Regions from separate parts of the Gossypium hirsutum genome. Here region 2 is linked to region 1. Evidence: chromatin contacts called from public Hi-C data. All regions are on one chromosome and are shown on one strand. The core of a region is the stretch at or near the end of the contact, and the rest is flanking DNA. Distances in the headings are between cores, read along the strand shown.

Region 1 (4,484 bases), core at 793-3,292:
TGATTCACTACTCCTCTGTTGATTCTTTCACAAACATTATTTTCTGGCAACCTCCCTTTTTTCCTATGAATACCATTTTCCCCATAAGCCTACATCATTAAGATCTAAGTCCTTCAATACTTCTTGGAATCGAGCCATGTTTCTATCACTCCTTAAACGACCACCATTTTTTCGAAGGAAAATATAATCACCTTAAAAGGGTCCAAGTCCTTTTGTGTTTCTTTGGTGCACCATAAAGCCCTGTAAGTCTCTAAAATGACATTTCTTTTTTTCCATGACTTCCATATCAACATGGTTTGCTAAGAAACTTCTCAACTGTATCGTATACTCTCCTTTCCATCCAATTGAGAATCCCCCTTTATTATCTATGCGCTTTCACATCTATTCCGTTAGTAAACCATATTTCTCACAAACTTTTTCCTTTCTTTTTTCATTCAATTTTGTTTTTATCAAAAATAAAATTTGGGGTTGTACATGCCTCACCTTGTTTCGAAGGCGATTAATCACCCGTGGATACCTAATCCACGAACGTTTCAACTTATATTTTCATTTCATCCGGTCAACACGCTTACCAGCGGCCACTGATCTCTCAATAAGTTGAATCAGTGCACCCAGACTATCATTCCTATCTGAAAGTTCATTCCTTATTCTTTATCTTTTCATTCCTTCACAAAACTCAATTGGTTTGTTCTATTGTATGGTTTCTTTTTGGCCCATTGACCACTCTTTTTGTACAAATTCGTCTCATTCTACTCCTACTTTGTTTCGAAAGTCTATCTCAAGACTAATAGAGTTATTACCCCTTTGGAAACCGCTCAACACATCTTCTCTTAGCCATTTACTATCGGCAGAAATCTCATTCCTTGATGGTGCTCTTAGTGATGAGTCTCATTCAAATTTAACTTCTTAGATCCCAATTGTCTTTCTAACCGGACATAAACCTTCCCCATGACCTAATTTTCCACATAGAAAGCAGAACAAACTAAGCATCTCATATTGAAATTAGGCATATCCATCTCATCTTTGTCCCAAAGCCAATTTTTACTTTCTTGTCAAAGCTAGTCTTACGTCAATTTTCACCCTAAATTGCATGTACCTTCATTCCCCTTTGAGATCAACACAACTTCATATTGTGTGAATTACCCTATAAAATCCCCTAGTTTCCTTGCTAACCCCTTCGATATTACCCCGAACAACAAATTATGGACTTGAATAAAAAAAATAAGTATAATTTAAAGGAATTTGCTTTAGATCTTCCTCGTTAACTAATTGATGAAAAACTATAGGATGCCTGTTGAATGACCATGGCATGCCATCCATCACCCTCTTTATATCCACCTCGTAGAAAAATCAAAATAGATATCGCTTTCCCCTAAATCTAAGATTATTACTCCCCCTAATGAATGCCATAGATCAACCAAAGTTCTTTTGTGAGAAGGAAAGTGAACTACACAATTAGTTAGTGCTTTTCCTACTAAACAAAATCGATGTTTATCATCTTCCATACTCAAATCTTTTTCACATGGAACTGGTTCCTCCTCCTCATCCTCCAGGTTTAGATTTGCGATTTCTACCTCTATTGACTATCAAATCCTTATTAGAACTCGCACTTTGTCCAAAATAGCCAAACCTTAGATTATGCTGCCTTGAAACTCAGCAAATGAAATAAAGAAAAGGCTTGCTAAAAAATCCTAGCAGACAAAAGAACTTATTTCCATTGTTTCTTTTCTTTTTTTTTTTGTAATTGTGAATATCTTTATCATGGAGTATTATTATAATTGTTGTATGTTACTTTATCTAATTATTTCCTTTATCAAATTAACATTATAGTTACTTTCTTATGTAATTTTAAATTTATATATAAGTTAAAAACTAAAAAATATCATTATCAACTATAATTAAAAATATTTATTTAAAATTAGTATTAATAATTTTCTAAACATTAAAAATGATAGTAACGGTAAAAATGTGATACATCGAAAATTAAAAAATAGAAAACAAAATGTGGATAAAAGAGCGTGGAGGGCAGGATTTGATGGTGCGCGGGCAGAGAAACAACAAAGAGAGGTTGGGCTATTCAAGAACTCAAAGTCCACTGGAACACCTCCAAGAAAAACCCAAACCCAAAGCTGCAATACAAAAAAGAAGAAAATAAAATGGTTCCAAATTCCTTTCCCACGAGAAATCTTTTCCTTTCCACATTTGTTTTTGTCGACTTTGTCTGCTCTCCACATCCCAGTCTTCAAACTCAAGTTCTTCTCCCCTTTCCCCCTTTCTCCCTTTCTTTCCCTCTCCTAAACTAACGTTTCAAACCACACTCCCTTTACCTCAAAAGCTCTCTCCTTTTCTTGTTTTTGCGGAAAGAAAATGAATCCCGCTGATAACACTGACCACCCTCAGCTTCCAACTATCAAGATCCACCACCCATCATCCCCTCACCACCCTACCTCTGCTGCTACCCCCACCCCAACATCCGGTGCCCGACGTAAGATCGGGGTAGCCGTCGACCTCTCCGATGAGTCTGCTTTTGCCGTTCGTTGGGCTGTCCAGAACTACCTCAGGCCCGGTGACGCCGTCATCCTTCTCCACGTGTCCCCCACTTCAGTACTCTTTGGAGCTGACTGGGGTCCACTCCCTCAAACCCCGCAAAACCCGGAAACTCCACAGTCCCAGAAGCAACTGGAAGACGATTTCGATGCCTTCACGGCTTCAAAGGCGGCGGATTTGGCCAAACCCTTGAAGGAAGCTGGGATTCACTTCAAGATTCATATAGTCAAAGATCATGATATGAGGGAAAGATTGTGTCTTGAGGTGGAGAGGTTGGGGTTGAGTGCTGTTATAATGGGGAGTAGGGGGTTTGGAGCTGAGAAAAGAGGGAGTGATGGGAGGTTGGGAAGTGTTAGTGATTATTGCGTGCATCATTGTGTTTGTCCTGTCATTGTTGTTAGGTACCCTGAAGATAAAGACGGCGGGGATGCCGCCCCTGTCGTCAATGTTAAGGAGACCGAGGTGGTGGAAAAAGATGGCAAAGGTTATTTCTTTTTTGTTGTTTCAATTTGATTCAGGATATCTGTACTTGTTTGCAATGATTAATTTGTGTGAATTAAGCAGTTCATTTAGCAAAGTTGCATCATATGATCTATATAGCTGATCCTGCATACTGGTTTAATTTGATTTTGGTTTTTAATGACTGAAATTTGGTTACTTGGCAGTGTTTAGATGTTTAATGAGGATGGTCTTAGTGTTTACTTTCTTGATTAATGTGTTTAAAATGTTTTAGATGATGATTAGGTGCACAGCAGCGTAATGTGATTTATATGGCTGATGACATTTAGCTGGAAAGGGCTTAAATTGTTGGTGTTATGGTGGATACAATATTTAAGTTAGCGTAGGTTGGTTTTTCTTGGTATGAATTAGGTTTTCTTGTTAAATTTTAGCATATTATCATCCCAGTAGATAACCACATATTGGGAAAAGTTGTATTTTTTAAAATCAAAATTTGGTTTCTTGGCAAGTTTATTGTTACTTAATTTGGAAGGTTTCAGTAGTTTTTCATCACATTAGCGGATAAAATGCTGCATGGTAATATAACAGGATATTTATTTTACACTTCCCAGGTAGTGTGGGAAATGCTTAGTTTCGTGTTATTTGTGTAGCTTTTATATTGTTTAGTCTAATTCTTACTATTAGACAGGCGGATAAGATTAGTTCTGCCCTCTTGAATTATGTTGCTGGTTACAACTTAATTGAGAAGGAGATGCAAGATGGGTGATTGACAACAGAGCTAATGAGTTAATAAGGAAGGCATGTGGTGTGTGGTGTTCTTGGTGTATAAACAGGTTGTGCATGTTATTGCTAACTTGGTATAATAACAAGTGAGTCGTCCATGAATGTTCATATCAAGTAAGCAAATGTGCATAAAGAATTGATAGGAATAGTTTTCCTTGCTTTGAGTTTCGTTATGGATGTTATGTTGTTAAATTTGGAGCTGACTGAAATATGAATCAGTGATTGGAAATGATGATTTGATTAAGGAGGACGATATCTAGTAGTGTGGTGTGCTTGATGTTGGTACTATGACTTGGTGTATAAGAAAGACATGCAGATAGTGATTACAATTATTTGTTAACCTGTTTAGTCTGTGGACATCCAAGCATGAATATATGATATATGGTTATGAGTGACTGCAAAACTGGAAAGTTTGGTCCGCTCATGAAGTTTTCAGTTCATTGTGTTTTGAGCAGTTTTTTGTCTACTTAGGGGTTAAGATGAATCAAGATGATGCTTGAAGGAATTGGTATTTCTAGTTTTGGAAATTAAGATGATTGATTGGAGCGTAAAAAGACTATCAGAAGCTTTTGTTATGGGAGGCACAAATAGTCACATGATTAATAGTTACTTTAGCTGGGAGAATATGGGAAGTTAAATTGCTTCAGTGTGATTTCCTCTCTCGATTTCATATATTTTACTTCACTACATACCAT
Region 2 (4,728 bases), core at 2,166-4,665, 170 kb before region 1:
GTTAATATGACATAGAAAAAAGCCAAAGTCAATGCAAGGAGAAACCCTTTTCTTAACCTGAGCCCATGCCCAGCCTCGAAAAGAAAATCCAGTTATAAAGAACCTAAAAATCTACCTGACTCAACATTGATTCTGAAGTAACTAAGATTTTTTATATCTTTAGAATGTAACACATGCAAAAGGTTATTAGACAAAAACAAGGCGACAAAGCCTTTTCTCTTACCAAACATACCAAAAAGCATGTGATTGGAAGGTTTACAAGACATATCTGCAAAGCACCAGTGATTAGACATTAGACTAAGAGATATACTTTACACGGTATAAAACATTTGGGAAAAGTTGTCTGCAGAAAAAGATCCTTGATTTAACGCTTTGCCATGATGTTAATCAATCCACAAAGGAAACATTTAACAGTTTCAGACAATTACTCCAGCAACAAAATGCATATAACAACAACTGGCATTAGTTAGCTATAACTCATTAATCTAGTGGCAGGCGGGATTAATGGTAGCTTAGAAAAGTTATGGTGCATTATAAGATGTAATGAGCATTATCCTATGTGGATTAAGCAGTAACTTCCAAACAAGTTATGATCATTGTAAGAAATAATGAGCATTACCCTATGCAGATTAATTGGTAACTTACAAGTTATGATGCAGTACAAGATGTAATTAGCATTACATCTTATCATGCATCGTATCTTTTTAAAAGCTACTGATCAGTCCACATTGGGTAATGGTCATTACATCTTATAATGCATCATAACTAGTCGTAAGCTACCACTTAATGAGCATTACCATATGCAGATTAATCAGTGGCTTATTCGAGTCCCACCTCCAATTCCACATAAGCTAACACTAATCATTTAAGAACAGAAAATACAAAAACCATCTTTATGGACGAAGTAGATATCGAGTTCAAAAGCTTACCATTGTGCCAGTTCATAAGGACAACCCAGCAAAGAGCAACTCCAACTCTTCTTCTTGTGAAGCAGTTCTCTGGTATAAACAAAAAGGCAATAAATCATCAAATCCCTCTCTTTCACAAAACTATCAAGCAACTTCCAAACTCAACTTTATAATTTTCAAGCATCGGCACAAAACCAATCAAGCCAACATATTTGATTACCTGAATAGACAAGAGTTGAAGAATTTTATTAAGAACACGCATGCGGTGAGTAACATAAGAACTAGTCGCAGGAAGTCGGTTCATCCTTTTCATTTCTTCGTGAACAGCCACGGTCTTCTCTTCGTACCCCATTTGCTTCCACAGAACTCTGGGATTAGTGGCCCCTGCGTCCTCCATAGTTTGATCAATAACACCACCATTTCCCTTTACTTGTTCGAAACTTTCCATGATGAACAAGAACTAAACAAACCAACCCACCAACAAGTATAAAAAATCAAATTCGGGTTATAACAAATACTTCCAATTCTGAACTTGGATTTAACCAGTTGATTAATGAAGAAGGTCCCAATACCAAAATCTACAATTTCTAACCCTATCCCTAGACTGCAGTCTTTGCAACTAAAAAAATTCCATTTTGCTTCAAAATTCAAGAAAATTATGGAAAATAATTACTTAATGTGAACTAGATTTCTCAATATTCTTCTGTGTCATTCTTATAACGATGATAATTGAAAATATTTCCGAAAGAAAAGAGGAAAAACGGAACCAATAAATTTTTTTTTAAAAGTACCCTATTACGTAAGTGTCTCCAAATACTTAATAATTAGACCTAAATTGGATGCAGGATTTAATTACTTTTCATTTTATAATACAAACATAGTTGAAATTACAAAACAAGGGGAACAAAAAAGGGGAACTTACAGAGGTTCTCACACGAAGGAAAGGAGGCAACGTTGGGGAGGTGGGGAGAGTTATTCCGTGAAATAACGTACGCATACTGAATTAAACGCAGCGTTTCGTGGAATTATAACAAGGTTAAAAAAAATTATCATTTAAATTTAGGGAATCTTTTCAAAAAGAATTTAGGGAACAAATCGATCAGATTCCCGATTTTTTTTTGTAAGTGTTAATTTTTGTGGTAAAGATAAATAAATAATATTTATTAAATATCTTAAAAATTGTTTAAAATTTAATAATTTATTAAGGTAATGCTTGGAAAATCATTTATTAATTGGGTGGGATGTAATTACACAATCGTAATATATTTGAGTGACCATTGTAATTGATAGATTCTATCGAATTCAGTATAATTAAAACTCCCTTTTTAATTCTCAAAAAGAGGGATGGGTAATTATACTCAAATTTAATTTTAAAAAATTATTCCTATACAAGTTATACAAATTATATTATAAACATAAACATGTATTAATGTTTTGGATGATTATGACAAAACAAATTTTATATTATAAATCCTAAAAAATTACATAATACAAATAATTTGTATATTTTATAAAGTTATAACAAAAATAATATTATTATTTAAATCCTAAAAACTTTTTAAAGTTATGACCTAAAATATTTGACATGTTATAAAAGTATTATAATAAATTTATTTATAAAAAGTTATGGCTAAATATGAATATAACTTATATATTCGTTCATGTTATATATTATAAAAATAATATATTTATTCATAAAAAATATTATAATTTTTTTATCATATCTTATTTATAAAAAAAAAGGTTTCCTAAATTTATGGTAAAAATTATATTATTTATAAGTTATGTTATGAAATTTTTGGATAATTTATCAATTTTTTATAAAATTTATATATTATATATTAACTTTTACTTAGTTTATGTATTGTAAAAAGGATATAGCTTATCCTAAGTTTTTCTTTAAATTAAATATATAATTTTTTTATATTTAAAACTACAAATTATTTAGACCATAAATTCAGATATCATAAGGTCTATGCTAATTATATAGATAATTTTTTTTCATCATATCACGGGGTGCGATACTATTTGAGAAAATTTTTTTAAATTTTTTTAAATTAGCTAATCCAAGTAATAATTTAAATTATGGATAATAAATTTAGAAAAATTATTTAATACATTATTAGTGAAATTAAAAATAATAATATTATTAATATATCAAATATTTTATTTAAGAAAAACAAAACTAGGATAACTATCTTTAGACGTGAAGGATGCTTAAAATAGTAAAATTATTGAATAAAAGCGTATTAAATATGCGAAAATATCTCTAAGATAAAAATACTCACTAAAAACAAAAATCGAAATTAAAGAACGGAAAGGCAGGCAACGCATTCACACGTACGAGGTAACCGTAAATGTAAAACTCCGCGGCGCCAACCAAAGCAACAACTCCTCGCACGCGCGTGAAAAACCAAAGAGAAAATATAGGGGCCCGAAAATTCGAAACCGAAAATTCCCCGGAAATTAATAAATAAGATAATATTATAAAATATTAAAATAAAGGTCAAAGGAGCGGAGACCATTTTTTTTTCATTTAATTTTTTTATTATCATTCTGCTTTCATTTTCTTTTGAATCGCATAAAAAGTCCGAGGAGGAAGAAAACCGGAAGGGGAGAGAGAGGGAAAGAAAGAGAGAAAGAGAGGCCTGGAAAAAGACCGAATTGACCTTATCTTTCTTTCGAAATTACCCTTTCTGCTTTATGTTCGACTCTTCGTAATTGCCATCCTCTCTCTCTCTCTCTCTCTCTCTCTCTCTCACGCACGCGCGCGCGCCATAGATTTTCTTTTTCCTTTTAATTTTCTTGAAACATGAACGAGAAGGCCCACGTTTCAAAGGAACTCAATGAGAAACACCGAAAGGTGATCCTAATTTTACCATTTTTGACCTTCTTGTATTGGTTCGATCTGTGTTTGTTGTATCATTTTCCGTTGTTGCTTTTTACCTGATTTTTCTTTTATTTCTTCTGAATTTGTTGGTTATTTGATTTGAATTTATTTGTTTAATGGATTTGATCGAATCGAATGTCGAATGGCGAGTACGAGCTGATTTAAAAAATTGTTTTTTATCAATGAAATGGTGATCATATTCATTGTGATCAATGGAATTTCTTCACTAAAAAATTGCATTTTAAATAGTATCATATATTATGCTTTGCTGTTTTCGCAGATCTGAACTTGGGTTTTCTTAAATCAATTTTGCCTAATTATGCATTTCCTTTCTAATATCTTCGTCAAATTTGCTGAATATGATTGATTTGTTCGTATTTTTAAAACTTTCCAAAGGTTGATCTTTGGACATCGGGAACAATTTTATGCAATCTTCCTATGTGGCAAAGAGGCCTATAAATTAGATCTTGGAGGGCGCTAAATTCCTCCGTATTCTTTGCATGTATATGCATATGTGTACGTGTATGTATATGTATATATTATATATTATATATACATATTGTCCTGTACTTTCAATTCTTTTGCATATATGTTAACCTATATGGTATGATAGACTCATTTAATGGATGGTTTTGGTTATTGCATATTTGATGATCAGTCAGCCTGTTATCTTATCTGGATTAAAGTTCTTATCTTTTGATCTCATATGTAGATTTTGGAAGGTCTTCTAAAAATTCCGGAGAATAAGGAATGTGCTGACTGCAAATCCAAGTATGTAACAAGAAAATCAAGAAAGATTATTGGGATATCATAATATCAAATAAGGGAGTACCCAAAATAGACACTGTCTTAACAAAAGGGATACTTTGTATTGGGCATCAGTCGGCCGTGATACCATTCATTTTTATCACAGGTTCTAATAATTGTCTC

What was found. A called contact is a pair of places that touch in the nucleus more often than the background predicts.
Region 2: a contact with region 1 is called in a Hi-C map of leaf, with 1.6 times the contacts expected there. The contact joins the promoter of LOC107895295 here to the promoter of LOC107895299 in region 1. A contact is called at or near these places in 4 of 34 Hi-C or Micro-C datasets (hypocotyl, leaf and petal).

The regions. Positions count from the first base shown.
Region 1 is chrA13:95,921,285-95,925,768 of Gossypium_hirsutum_v2.1, reverse strand. LOC107895299 (universal stress protein PHOS32) reads left to right here and starts at 2,042. Exons shown (of 3, transcript XM_016820608.2): 1 at 2,042-3,031. The coding sequence starts at 2,368.
Region 2 is chrA13:96,092,547-96,097,274 of Gossypium_hirsutum_v2.1, reverse strand. It overlaps LOC107895295 (ADP-ribosylation factor GTPase-activating protein AGD5), which reads left to right and starts at 3,415. Exons shown (of 11, transcript XM_016820598.2): 1 at 3,415-3,771; 2 at 4,511-4,569. The coding sequence starts at 3,721. LOC107895293 reads right to left here and starts at 2,037. Exons shown (of 4, transcript XM_016820593.2): 1 at 1,831-2,037; 2 at 1,129-1,368; 3 at 930-998; 4 at 1-268. The coding sequence starts at 1,905. The coding sequence ends at 942.